2 separate regions of the Capsicum annuum genome follow, and region 1 is linked to region 2. The links are chromatin contacts, called in public Hi-C maps. All regions are on one chromosome and are shown on one strand. The core of a region is the stretch at or near the end of the contact, and the rest is flanking DNA. Distances in the headings are between cores, read along the strand shown. Region 1 holds the start of LOC107870872 (protein NDL1). Region 2 holds the start of LOC107870735 (protein NRT1/ PTR FAMILY 6.2).

Region 1 (6,903 bases), core at 1,830-4,329, 530 kb before region 2:
GTTGCAACATTGAATGTACCCTTTGTTCATATATAAAGGAATCACCGCACTCCATCTCCAAGCTTCCGACATCTTTGCCGTCCTAAAGATGATGTTAACAACCTTGTCAGCCACTCCATACCTCAAAATATATCATCGATGGAAATTCTGCTAACCAGTATAATATATAAAACAGAATAACCGTTCAAGTAAAATATAAATGCAAATAGTAAACTAACTTGTGTCCACGAAATGAGATGTCAAACAAGAAATCTTCTGAATAATTAGATAAAGGGTAAAATAAAATCAAAATTGGGCTGGGGAGGAAGGAGACAAATACTAGTGGGATGGTTTTCCATCGCATCAGCATTTTCTTAGTGAACAAAGCACCAACGAGGAAGGTATTTTAGTGGTTATCATTAATATGTCAATAATGCTAACTCTTCTTCTAGTGTCAATCCTGGATTGGGAAGAAGTGCTTTCCCAACTTGTTGTTTCTCTAAAACTAGTTCAGCCTAAAATCCAACAGGCAACTCAAATAAAATTCTGAAAAGAATGTGTTTGCCTCATCAACATCACACAAGATCACCTAATTTTCCTCCTAGATAGGACAATAATCACCTAATTTTCCTCCTAGATAGGACAATGAAATTTATACTACTAATAATAAATATGGCTTAAATATGGTTGAGTAATAGACCCTTGGGGTCCGGCCACTTCCAAGACACCGTGCACAATGGGAGCTTTAGTGCAGTGCACAGGGATACCCAATAAATATGGCTTAGCAATCCAAATAAGATGCCATTTTGCAAGTGTAGGATGAGTTTAACATTTAAGACAACAAGGAGGATATGGGCGAATATCCTAAGAGATTTTGAACCCCCATAATCCAGAAAGTGTTGTATTGATGGCCTTCAAAGAAATAAATGTCAGGACTAATGGAAAAGAAAATTGGGATAATTCAAGCGCTTCTCTTGTCAAATACTCCCTCCGTCTCAAATTATCCATCCCAAATTGAGATGACACATTAATTAAAAAAATTAATCAATGACATGGCTAATTTAATATAGTACCCCTATTAAATAATGCTTACATTTTAATTTAAAGAAAAGACCATGAATTTTTTTTTTTGGACAGGATTGCATCAGGGATCTACTCTTAGTCCCTTTTTGTTTGCGTTAGTAATGGATGTGTTGACGCGGCGTATTCAAGGGGAGGTGCCGTGGTGTATGCTCTTTGCAGACGATGTAGTTCTGATAGATGAGACTCGAGGGGGTGTAAATGACAAATTAGAGATGTGGAGGCAAACTCTTGAGTCTAAAGGGTTCAGGGTGAGCAGAAGCAAGACAGAGTATGTGGAATGTAAGTTTAATGACGTGAGGCGGGAGAACGAGGTAGTAGTGAAGCTGGAAGCACAGGAGGTATGTAAGAGGGATAAGTTCAAGTATCTCGGGTCCGTGATTCAGAGTAACGGTGAGATTGACGAGGATGTCTCGCACCGTATTGGGGCGGGATGGATGAAGTGGAAACTCGCGTCGGGGGTGCTGTGTGATAAGAAGGTGCCGCCCAAGCTTAAAGGCAAATTCTATAGGGTGGTAGTCCGTCCGGCCTTGCTGTATGGAGCGGAGTGTTGGCCAGTTAAGAACTCCCACATCCGAAAAATGAAGGTGGCAGAAATGCGGATGTTGCGCTGGATGTGTGGACTGACTCGAGGGGATAGAGTTCGGAATGAGACTATCCGGGAGAAGGTTGGTGTGACTTCAGTGGAGGGTAAGATGCGGGAAGCACGATTGAGATGGTTCGGACACGTGAAGAGGAGGGGCATGGATGCCCCGGTCCGTAGGTGTGAGAGGCTAGCGTTGGATGGTTTTAGGCGGGGTAGGGGTAGACCGAAAAAGTACTGGGGTGAGGTGATTAGGCGGGACATGGAACAGTTACAGCTCACCGAGGACATGACCCTAGATAGGAAGGTCTGGAAGACGCGAATTACGGCAGGAGAGTAGGGCCAGATTGGGTCGCTAGTGTAGGGAATTACTTGGTGGGGGTTTTTTATTTTTTATTCCCGTTATGATTCCGTATTCAGTATTCCATGCTTATTACGAATCTGTGTGCTTTCCTCTGCTTTCCTCTGTTTTATATTCCTTATGGGTGCCGTATTTATGTTATGTCATCTGCTTCTGTGCTTTACTATGTGTTTGTGTGATATCTTGTGCCTTGAGCCGGGGGTCTTTCGGAAACAGCCTTTCTACTTCATCAGAGGTAGAGGTATAGACTGCGTACATCTTACCCCCCAGACCCCACTAAGTGGGAATACACTGGGTTTGTTGTTGTTGTTGTTGTTGTTGTTATTGATTAATGAAAAAAGATAAAGTCAAATTAGGAAATTTGGAACGGAGGGAGTAAATATTTAAATTTTCAAGGAATAACCCACGGATCTGCAATTAATTATAGTCTATAGATGAAAGAGATAGTAACTATTACATGTGTAAGAGTAAAGATAGAGGGGCAGGGACTCGAACAGTTGAAAAAAGCCAACTAACGTAAAAAGTAGAGGGAGATCCAGTGGTTTTCTCCTTCATAAGAAATTTCCAATAAACGCCAATTTCTATTTCCGTTCAATCAAACAAAATGCTTTCGGTCAGTACATAAAGGTATTTTTCAAAATATTGATCTGTCTCCATACAAACACATATAGAGAGAAAAATAGAACCTTTCCACCAAGATAGATTGTCTCAACGTCGAGCGAAACGGAATCACTGCTTGAATCTGACATGGCTTTTGGTTATCTGTCTCCACAGCTAACCAGAAAGCCAAGAAGCCTCTCCTCTCCTCTCTCTTTCTCTCTAAATGTTTCACTTTCTGTACATATATTCAACAAAGAAGAAAGAAAGAAGAAGAAGAGGCCCTTGAGCTTCAATGGCTTCTATACCAAGTTATTCTTTCTTTCCCTTTTTCTTTCTGTTTTTCAATCTTTTTTCTCTGTATGATTTCTATTTTCGGTTCCTTCCTTCTCGCTCCACACCTTTTCCTACGCCATTTTTTTAATTTTTGAAGTATGTATTACCCGAACTTCTCTAGTTTTATTTATGATAGATCTGAAGTTTGATTTATCTTAAATACCCCTGAACTTATTCTTTAAGTATATCGCACGACCCTTTTTGCTGATGTAGTAAAATGTTTAGGTTTTACACTCTATTACGCACGTGATGAAGTAATTTTTAAGTCAAATTAGTCTTTTTAATGATTAAAAAAATGATTTTTTTTTTCAAAAAATTCAATTATCTCTCTCAATATTTATTATCCCTCTTCCTTCATTACTTTCAATCTTAAAAAAAAAAAAATTTATCAATTTATTAATTTTATAAACTCATGTTTATCTCTTAATTAGTTTATGAAATAAAATTCTCATCCGTTAATTAATTTTGTAAAAAATTTGTTTATTACTCTAAAAAAAAAATTCACCCGTTTATTAATTCAATCTAAAACTTCAGTTTTCATTTTTATGAAACTACTTCAATTTTTAAATCTTAATTATATATATCATATGAGTTATTGTAACTAAAGAAATATACTAAATATCGAAGCAAATATTTTAAAAGATAATAACAAAACAAATACTAAAGAAACTAATACAATACTTACAATAAAGAGAATGTAGTTATATTGATTATTGATTTTTAGTCCCTAACAATTTGATTTTCGATTTAACTGATAAGAAAATACTCATAAAATAAAAAAAGTAGTAACTAACATGAAAAGAAATCGAATCTTAGTTAACCAAAATTCTACTTTTATATATATATATATATATATATATATATATAATGTAGAATAATAATTTAACATAAACTTATTGGGTTATCAGTTTATACAATAACCCAGTAAAAAAATCAAAATCGAATCAATAACCTAATAATTTTTCTTATAAAATCATTAAAAAATCGTTAATCCTATAATGATAAATCAATAACATTTTTATTGGTTTGATTTTTGTACGTTCCTAACTTAAATTGTAATTTTTTATTCCGTTAATTATACTAAAAAACGTATTTGTGCATGTGAGTCTCCTCAAAATCCTAATTGAAACACTAATCAGAAACTACTATGAAACACTAACCGGAAAAAAATAATTTCATATTTTTAACACACCAAGAAATATAAATTTTTAGATAATAGCTTACTTGATTGACGAAAATTCATCATTAATATTTTGGAGTAGAGAAAAACTGAAAAATATAATTTTTTTTAGAGAGAAATCGGATAATAAAGATATAAGAGGCTTAATATAAGATAAAAATAAGGGAAGTGGATGGTATTTAACAATGTGGACAGCCACATTAGTGTTTTTTTCTACATATCCGCGCGTGTATTACACGAAGTGGACTTTCAGCAAAAAGGGGCCACGCGACGTACTAAAAGAATAAGTTCGGGGGGCAGGGGTACTTAGAACTAGTAAACGTTCAGGTGTACCATGAATAAAACTCGAGAAGTTCAGAGGGGCATTTCATTGGATTGGAGATCACCCCATCAACCCAACCTAACCATTTATTAATTCATAAGTGTTGGATAAACTCCGACCAAATATCAAAGTAGCGAAAAATAAATCTCATAGTCAATACTTAGACAATATCTAACATTTCATTAAATATATTCAAGTTCACAGTCATCCACAAAGCCTCTAACAAACTGATGTCAATAATATATCGGGACATACCCCCGACAATAGCCAAATACTAAGTCTATGACTTAAAGTAAAAGACTATGAAATGTGTGCCCTCCAGAGAATGAAAGCTCACTACTTCAATGTCAATGCTCGAACCGCTCAAACACCTGGTCACTGCGTAGAAGAGGAAGAAGAAGCTACGACCCCTATATCGCGTGGGGATATAGCGTCAGGAGACGGTTAGCGGTTGGAGCGCCAGCATGTATCTCAAGGATGATGATAAAATAGCGCATTTGTTCAATCCAAGTCAAACCATCATATGAAATCACATTTATGTTAGTATAGGCATATACGAAGATACACACACATGTTTATATATAGCATGCCAATTCATAGAAAGAGTCATAACAATCACTCTTAAAAATTCATTCATAAGACATGGAGTGAAGAACTTTCAACCTTTCACCTTACCAATTCTAGAACCTTAAACTTCTCTGTTACATTAGTCAAGGGGGTTCGAGCCTCAAACCAACTCAACCAATTCATTAGGCAAAGGACTCTAACCACAAGCTGTTTCATTGGGTGAGGGACTCCAACCACAAGCCATTTCATTAGGCGAGGACTCCAACCACAAACCATTTCATTGGGCAAGGGAATCCAACCAGAAGTCATTTAATTGGGCGAGGGACACCAACCTCAAGCCATTTCATTACCATTACTAGTTGACATTTGAGCTCGTAACCCCTTTAGTTTATGCCTTAGCATCCATGTAATTCATTTCAATTCTTAAGGACTTGAACCATTTATCCAAAACATAACAACATGGGACCATAAGGTTTTCATGGGAACATTTATCGATTGAACATTTTTATTAGGCCAATGCCTTAACTCAAATCATCATTCAATTCATTCGGTGGCCATCAAGACCCTTACCAAACCATTTACCAAGCATTCATATTCATCACCAATCAATACATAGTCAACAAGGCTTTAGCTAATCAATTACTAAGTGCTCACATGCATTGCTACAATATCTTATCTTATTCATATTCACTAGACCAATATCCTAGTTCAACACACCATTAACATGCGAGTAGAAAATTCATTTAGATATTTTCACAAACACTTTATGTGCGTTCCTTTATAAAGACTAATTTCATGATGGAATTCATAATTATTAGGGTTATTCAAGACCCATATATTAGATCACACACATAAAGTACTCACACATGCAAGCCATCATTAATAACATGTATAATCACAAGCTTAAGCAAGAATAAACATCATTCATCATTGACAACAAAATCCTTTTTTATTTATTTTAAAACCACCACGTACACCTACTAATCCAAGTGTGACATACATGGTTTTTGAGTTATTTAACAAGGGAGAGAGTTACGTGTATTATACAAGTTAATTCAATGAAGAACTTGACACCTCTCTTGCCTCTAGATGAACCCTCTTTAAACCCTAGCCTCCAATTCTTTAAATGGGCTTGAAAGAGTATTTAGGATGTTTGATCCACTAAAAATGGATGTTTAGAAGGCTACAAAAACTTATATAGTGAGGGGACTTAGGATTTTGGGTGTGGGAAATGACCATAAGGTCCTCAACTAAAAGCTAGAAAATGAGCTCGTCATTGGGTACGACTCACTTAAGGAACAACACCCTAGGGTACGAATGGTGCCCTAACTCGTACCTTAGTCTTTTCTTAGCTATTCCATACTAGTTAGGGTACGAATACCCATTATTGAGTCGTATCTAAAGGGTATGACTTATGCCCTAAACCGTATCCATCAACCATACCAAAAATAGTCTACTCCAAGATAAAACTTTATTCTATACGATTGGTCTTGGTACGACTCATACCTTAAGGTATGATTGGTTGGAGGCTCACTCATAACTAGGACAATGAGTGACCCTCACCACACTACCTAGGGTATGAGAGGGAAGGGAGAGAGGGATACAACTCATATCCAGGGGGTACGACTTATGCCCTTAGTCGTACCTAGCTCAGAGACACCAAATAAGGAAATTTTTCAATGGTTAAAAGTCTAGGTGTTTCATGTAGGGCAACCCAAGGATCTTAAGAATTTCATAAATCTGAAGCCATTGAAGTTTGATGCTACACCATCTTATATTGATCCTCAAAAGTTTATAGATTGTTGTGAGAAAATACTTACTACCTTGGGATTGAAGGAGACTTGTGGTGCAGAATTTACCACTTTTCTGTTCCCAAGGTCTCCCTAGGCATGGTGGAC
Region 2 (6,765 bases), core at 626-3,125:
TAGAAATGGTGGTTGCTAGGGAATTCCGATTCCCTTGAGGTCCCGTAAGAACTTAGTATTATATTGTATGCATTCTTAGGCCTTTGTGTTTGATACACACTTAGGTTCATAGTATTTATGCATTTGTATGTCAAGTTACCTATCTTTACTTTCTTGTACTCGTTTGTTCTTATGGTAGTACAGTCGTGAGTTTTTGTTGTCTTATTTCTATTGTCTTATTGTTGTTGTCTTCTTGTTATCTCCTTTTTAGTTTGTTGGCTCGCTGAAATAGGTGTTAATACACCTTGTTATCTTGTTCTTGTTGGGTTGTTGTTGGAACCGAGCTTGGTCTCTTTGGTCCTCGGGTTCCCTTTGAATTTATGGACTGTTTTGTGTTGGTTTTGGTGCATTCCGTAGCTTGTTTGGTATCAGGAAACCCCCCTCCTGCCCACCTAGCTCCGCCCCGGATTCTATTTTTGTAGTGATTTTAGTAACTTTTTGTAAAGTTATTGTTATTTTTTGGACACAAAATCTGTATTCAACAACATGAACTTCAACAATAAGTTCAAGAACAACTTCATGAACTACAAAGAAGTTCAACAACTTCAAACACAAGTTCAAATAATGTATGAACTATAAAAAATGAAGTTTCTACTATTTTCTGAAAAAAAAAAAAAAAACAGTAAAACCAACTCAAAAAAAGTAAGATGAAGACAGAAAATGATAGAATCAAGTCCAATGAATTCATGATGTATTTTAAGGAATTTATTCCCCTCAAGTACCTGAGTTTATTGGAATATCTCCTCCCAATAAAAACATAATTCACTTCAAAAAATAGTGGTACCTCAGATTTTCTGAAGAACGAACTCACTCAACAATCACACTAGAGTTTTTAAAAGAAGACGAAGATGTTTTTCAACTTAAATTCCGTTCCTTTAACTGAGAAAAAATTCATATTTATAGCCAAAAGGTGTTGCTTGAGAAAGAAAGCACTGGTTCACCAAACAATGCACTGTTTTGAAATAGTCTGATTTTTCATTAGACCTACGCCCGCATATGGCATTTGGTGCAAACCAAAAAGTCCTGCGCTCGACTTGCGCTCGCATATCGCCTTATTTTAAAGTTTTGAATAATTCTTTTACAAAAAAATAATCTCTCGATTATTTTCTAAAGCCGAAGTCAAAGTCGAGCGACGACGGTGGTATGAGGCATGTCTTGTTCTTGCCTTACTATCCACATAAAGAAATATTTCTCAATATAAGCATAAGAAAGTTCCTTTCTCCCACCAATATGAAAAAACTTTACGTTTTAAAGTACAAAACCACTTCACTTTTTACTTCACTTTTTCATTTATTTGTTCCTCCATTTTCCACTCAAATATGCACAAAACCCCCCACAGTTATATGTTCCGCGTATTATTATAATGTAATTCTCTGTCCATACAGAAAACAATGGTGGAAAACAAAAGGTGGTAGCTTTTCTTCACTTGTGGGGTAGCATAAGCACTTAGGATTCAAGAATGAGGCATGGCCTCGCTGTGGTTCACAACATCCAAAACCAATGTATATCAATTGGATACACCAAAAAGCAGGTGAGAGGGAAACAAACAAGCGTAATGGTATTGCATGTTCCAGATTCTCTCTTATTTTTCCACCTTCGCCCCCTCTCCCCCTCCCCCTCCCCCTCCCCCCTCCCCCCACAACCGCACCAATATTGCAAATCAACATCAACTTAAAATTCACACTATCATTTTCTCTTAAAAATATCAACCTTGAGAACCATGAATTAAATCGATCCCAGAACCTTCCATCATAAAATGGGATAGGCCTAACCCCAACCAAACAGTGCAAGTGATCTGTCTTTTAATTTTGTAGTGGGGGTCGCTTTAGGATAACGAATCTTTGCCTATAAAAGGATAGAACTCCCAAGCAAAACCAAGTGTAACTGCTAGCTAGGAAGAAGTTCAATAACAACATATTTTCCCTAAGGCTTTTCTTTTCAGTTTTTCGAGTTCTTTTCAGTACTGTGTTGAAACAGTTGGAAAGAAATGGTTAGTAGGAGTTGAAAACACATTAATGCAGAATATTTACTTATATCTTAGTCAAAGGTGATTCAATATTATTCTTTTTCTAGTGTTCATGTCCAATAATTTGGATCCATTTGTTTCCATCTAACAGGAGGAAAAGATAATTTGGACAATTGCAGATGCTGTAAACTACAAGGGTCTCCCTGCTGATAGATCTAAAACTGGTGGTTGGGTGCCTGCTGCCCTCATCCTCGGTTAGTAGTTAACTAATTTGTCTCTTGCATATCAACGAGTATTTTGACATCATTTTAATTTTTCAAACGGCTTGTTTAAAGCCTCTTGTGGTCATTGATGTTCTTTCATTAACAACTAACGAGACAAACTAGCGAAACATTACCTCATTTCATATTTCCTCATATTTAAAATAAGAAATAAAATCTTATTGGCAACTTAACACTTCGTTAAATGATTAACGATCTTTTAACTGTTCAATGATACATGCATCCGCCTCCCAACTCCTTTCTTTTTCCCTGCAACATCACATTCGTCATGAAGAAAATTTAAGGAATGGAAAATTAGGGCGTGGAGGTGGGGTTGAGGTTAGTTTTGAGGAAGCTGAAAGATAGGTGGTTCATGCAAATGTGATGAAGTTCCACCATAATCAATACTAAAATAGAAATGTAAATTTTTCCCGTTACTTAGTAGTGGGAATATCTAATATTCCATATGTAATGGGTTTTGAATTATATACTCAAATAGTTAACAGATTTTTAATCTCCATGAATGTTGAGTTAAAGCCTACAAGGTCTAATTCTATACACTAAACATAAATCAATGTTTACGGAAAAAAAGAGCAAATTATTAGGATTGAGAATTCGGTTATTGCAGAATTTAACCAAACAATGTCATAATGACAATAACAAGTTGATAATAACGGTAATTAAAGAAAATAAAGGAGACGCAAATTTAACATGGTTCGGTCAGTGTGACCTACGTCAACGAGCGGAAAGGAACAATTCATTATATCAATAAGAGTACAATAAAAAGAGGTTACAAAATTAGAGTAGTCACTCTAATTAACCCAAATATTCCAAGAGAACAACCTCACAAGATCACTCCAAAAGAAGGGATTACACAAGTGTTTCCCAATACCCACTCTCTAACTAAATACTATAATAAAAAGGGAGAATAAATTCAAGAGAATGAAAGAAAACTCTTGAAATTGATGTATTATGAATGAGAAAGAAGATCCCTATTTATAGAGATGAAAATGGTCTTAATGATGTCATCCATGATGTTAATGGAAGACGTAAATTTCAACATTTGCATGTGAATGAGAGAAATTTACAACAAAATCTTTGATAGAAACCTTGTTTGACAAAACCAACAAATAATGTTTCAAAAGTCTTTGGTTGACTTTTACCAAGTATGAACCAAAGAAAAAACAAAGGCCACATTACAAATCTCCACCTTGACCCGAGTTTGGTTAATATAATAAATTTGTTTCCTCTCTGCAAAAGCCCATGTGGGAAAAATCATTCTTCAGAAATGGCAATTAAGTTCAAGCAAAGCTTGAACTTACTGATCAAAAAAGACTTTGTGAACATGTCAGCAGGATTGTCTCTAGTATTGATCTTATGAACAGAGACCTTTCCTTCAGCAATATTCTTCATTGTCTCATGATACATTTGATCTTTAGTCAAGTGAATGACACTTTGACTATCACAGAAAATAATAATACCACTTTGATATGGATTGAATTCAGCAAATAGACCCGTCAACCATAATGCTTCTTTGATCGCTTCGGTCATTGTCATATATTCTGCTTCGGTAGTAGATAAAGCTATTACATGTTGTAATATAGCTTTCTTGCTTATAGCAGAACCATCAAAGAAAAATACATAGCTAGTCAATGATCTTATTTTGTCAAGATCACCTGCATAATCTGAGTCTAGAAAATCAATCAAAGTTATTTAGTATTTCTTTTGAACTCTAAATATAAATTTAAAGTATCTCGCAAGTATCTGAGAATTCATTTCACTTCCTGTCAATATGATTTTTCAGGATAAGTCATATATCAACTTACTACACTTACTGGTTGTGAAATGTCTAGACGTGTACACACCATTGCATACATAATACTACCAACTATACACTAGAATATGGTACCTGTGTCATATATCTTTCTTCTCCTTCTGACTGTGGTGATTGAGTAGCTGATAACTTAAAATGAGCAGCAAGAAAAGTACTTACTGGTTTAGCATCTTTTATGTCAAACCTCTCCAAGACCTTTCCCAAGTACATTTTCTAGTTCAAGAATAGCTTGTTGGCTTTTCGATCGCTTCTGATCTCCATGCAAATGATTTTCTTAGTTGCTCCCAAATCTTTCATTTCAAATTCACTTTTCAGCTAACCTTTCAAATTTTGAACTTCTATCAAATCCTTAGCATCAATGAGCACGTCATCAACATATAACAGTAAGTAAATGAAAGAACCATCATTTAACTTTCGAAAGTAAACACAACTATCATACATGCTTCTTGAATAACCATGACCTAACATAAAGGAATCAAACCTCTTATACCATTGTCTTGCAGACTGTTTTAATTTGTGCAAAGATTTCTTTAACAAGAAATCATGATCTTTATTTCCTTTAATTTCAAATCCTTCAGATTGGTGCATGAATATTTGTTCCTCAAGTTCGCCAAGAAATTTATCTTAACATCAATTTGTTCTAAGTTCAAATCATATATGGCAACTAAAGCAAGCAAGACACTAATAGGGTTATGTTTAACAATAGGTGAGAAAATATCATTAAAATCAACTTCTTATATCTGACTATAGCCCTTTGCAACTAATCGAGAATTATATCTTGCATCTTCAAACCCTGAAATTTCATTTTTTTTTCTTGAAAACCTATTTGCAACCAATGATTCTGATTTAAGATGGTGGCTTCACAAGAGACCAAGTACCATTCCTATAGAGAGATTCAATTTCTTTATTCATTACAATCAATCACTTGGCTGACTTAGGACCAGAAACTGCTTTTAAATAGTTTGATGGTTCTCCAATCTCTTTAGTTTCCTGTGCAACTAAAAAAACAAATGCAATATAATCTCCATACCTTTCTAGTTTGTGAATTTGTCTTGTTGATCTATGTGTTGCAATGGAATACTCATTTGGTTCAACTTCAGGAGCCACAACTTCTGGCTCAACTTCTTGAGTTTCAATTGTATTTTTTCCACAGTTGATAAGCTTGGCTCAAAAGGTATGAGAAGCTCAACCTCCACCTGTCCATATAAATCATGCTCTGTGTTCTTTGTACAAGAACTAGAAAAATCTTTTTTGAAATTTAACATAGAGGATTTATCAAAGGTTACATCTCTACTAATTATAAATTTTAGTTACTAGGGCTCAGGGTACCAAAGTCTGTATCATTTCACCCCAGATGCATATCTAACAAAAATACATTTTTCAGCCTTTGGCTCTAGTTTTCTATCATTTATATGCACGTATGCAGGACAACCAAAAACTTTTAAGTCAAAGTAATTAGCTAGTGTACCTGACCTTATTTCCTTTGGAGTCTTGAAGTTCAAAGGTGCAGAAGTAACACGATTACCAATATAACAAGCAGTTGAGATAGCCTCTGACCAAAAAGTATTTATCAACCCAGCATTTGAAATCAGGCACCAGGATCTTTCCAAAAGAGTCTTGTTCATCCTTTCTACAACACCATTTTGTTAAGATGTCATCCTCACAGTGCGATGTCGAGTAATTTTTTTATTTTTGAAAAATTTATTGTACTCATCATTACAAAATTCCAAGCCATTATTTGTTCTAAGCTGCTTGACCTCTTTTCCTATTTGTTTCTCAATCAAAACTTTTCATTATTTGAAAGTTAACAAAACATCACTTTTGTTTTTCAGGAAATAAACCCAAACCTTTCTTGAATAATCATCAACGAAAGTTAACATATACCTGGCACTACCTACCCCAAAGATCTGAGTGAATGTAGTCCAAAGTACTTTTTATTCAATGAACTGCTGGAGATTCTCAGCTGACTCTTTTCTGCTTTCCAAATACATAGTGTTTGCAGAAGTTCATTTTTTTTTATACTTTGTCCACACAGGAGATCTCTTTGCTAAGGATTGAAAGACCTTTCTCACTCATATGCCCCAATTGCATATATCATAATTTGGTGATGTCAGAATCAGATTGATTTAAAGTGAAAACTATAGTAGAACTTGTAACAGTGGATCCCAATAAAGTGTACAACATACCTAATCTACGTGCTTTCATGATCACAAGAGCACCTAGAGAGATTTTCAAAACTCCACATTCACCCATGTATTTGCACCCAAGAGATTCTAGAATGCCCAATGATAAGAGTTTTTTCTTCAAGTCAGAAACACATCTAACATTAGTGAGAGTTCTCACCACACTATCGTGAATTCTAATTCGGAATGTACCTTTATCAAAAACTTTGCAAGGAGCATTGTTACCCCTTAAGACAACTCCACCTTTATCATATTCAAATGTGGTAAACAAATCCCTATTGGGACACATATGATAAGAACAACTCAAATCCAAAATCCGCTCATCGTCAGATTTAAAGCTATTATTAGTGCCTAAAAATATTGTTCCCTCGGATCAGCAGCTACACTTGCTTCGGTGGAGTCCACATTTTGGTGCTCATTTTTGTTTTCCTTAGGCTTTTCTTTGTTTTCAACTTATAGCATTTAGAAATAATATGACCTTAC

Evidence for each region. A called contact is a pair of places that touch in the nucleus more often than the background predicts.
Region 1: a Hi-C map of placenta shows a contact between it and region 2, with 5 times the contacts expected there. The contact joins the promoter of LOC107870872 here to the promoter of LOC107870735 in region 2. A contact is called at or near these places in 2 of 5 Hi-C or Micro-C datasets (leaf and placenta).

Annotation. Positions count from the first base shown.
Region 1 is chr5:116,990,199-116,997,101 of UCD10Xv1.1, reverse strand. It overlaps LOC107870872 (protein NDL1), which reads right to left and starts at 3,079. Exons shown (of 11, transcript XM_016717556.2): 1 at 2,690-3,079. The coding sequence starts at 2,752.
Region 2 is chr5:116,455,633-116,462,397 of UCD10Xv1.1, reverse strand. It overlaps LOC107870735 (protein NRT1/ PTR FAMILY 6.2), which reads left to right and starts at 1,875. Exons shown (of 6, transcript XM_016717346.2): 1 at 1,875-2,029; 2 at 2,157-2,259. The coding sequence starts at 2,027.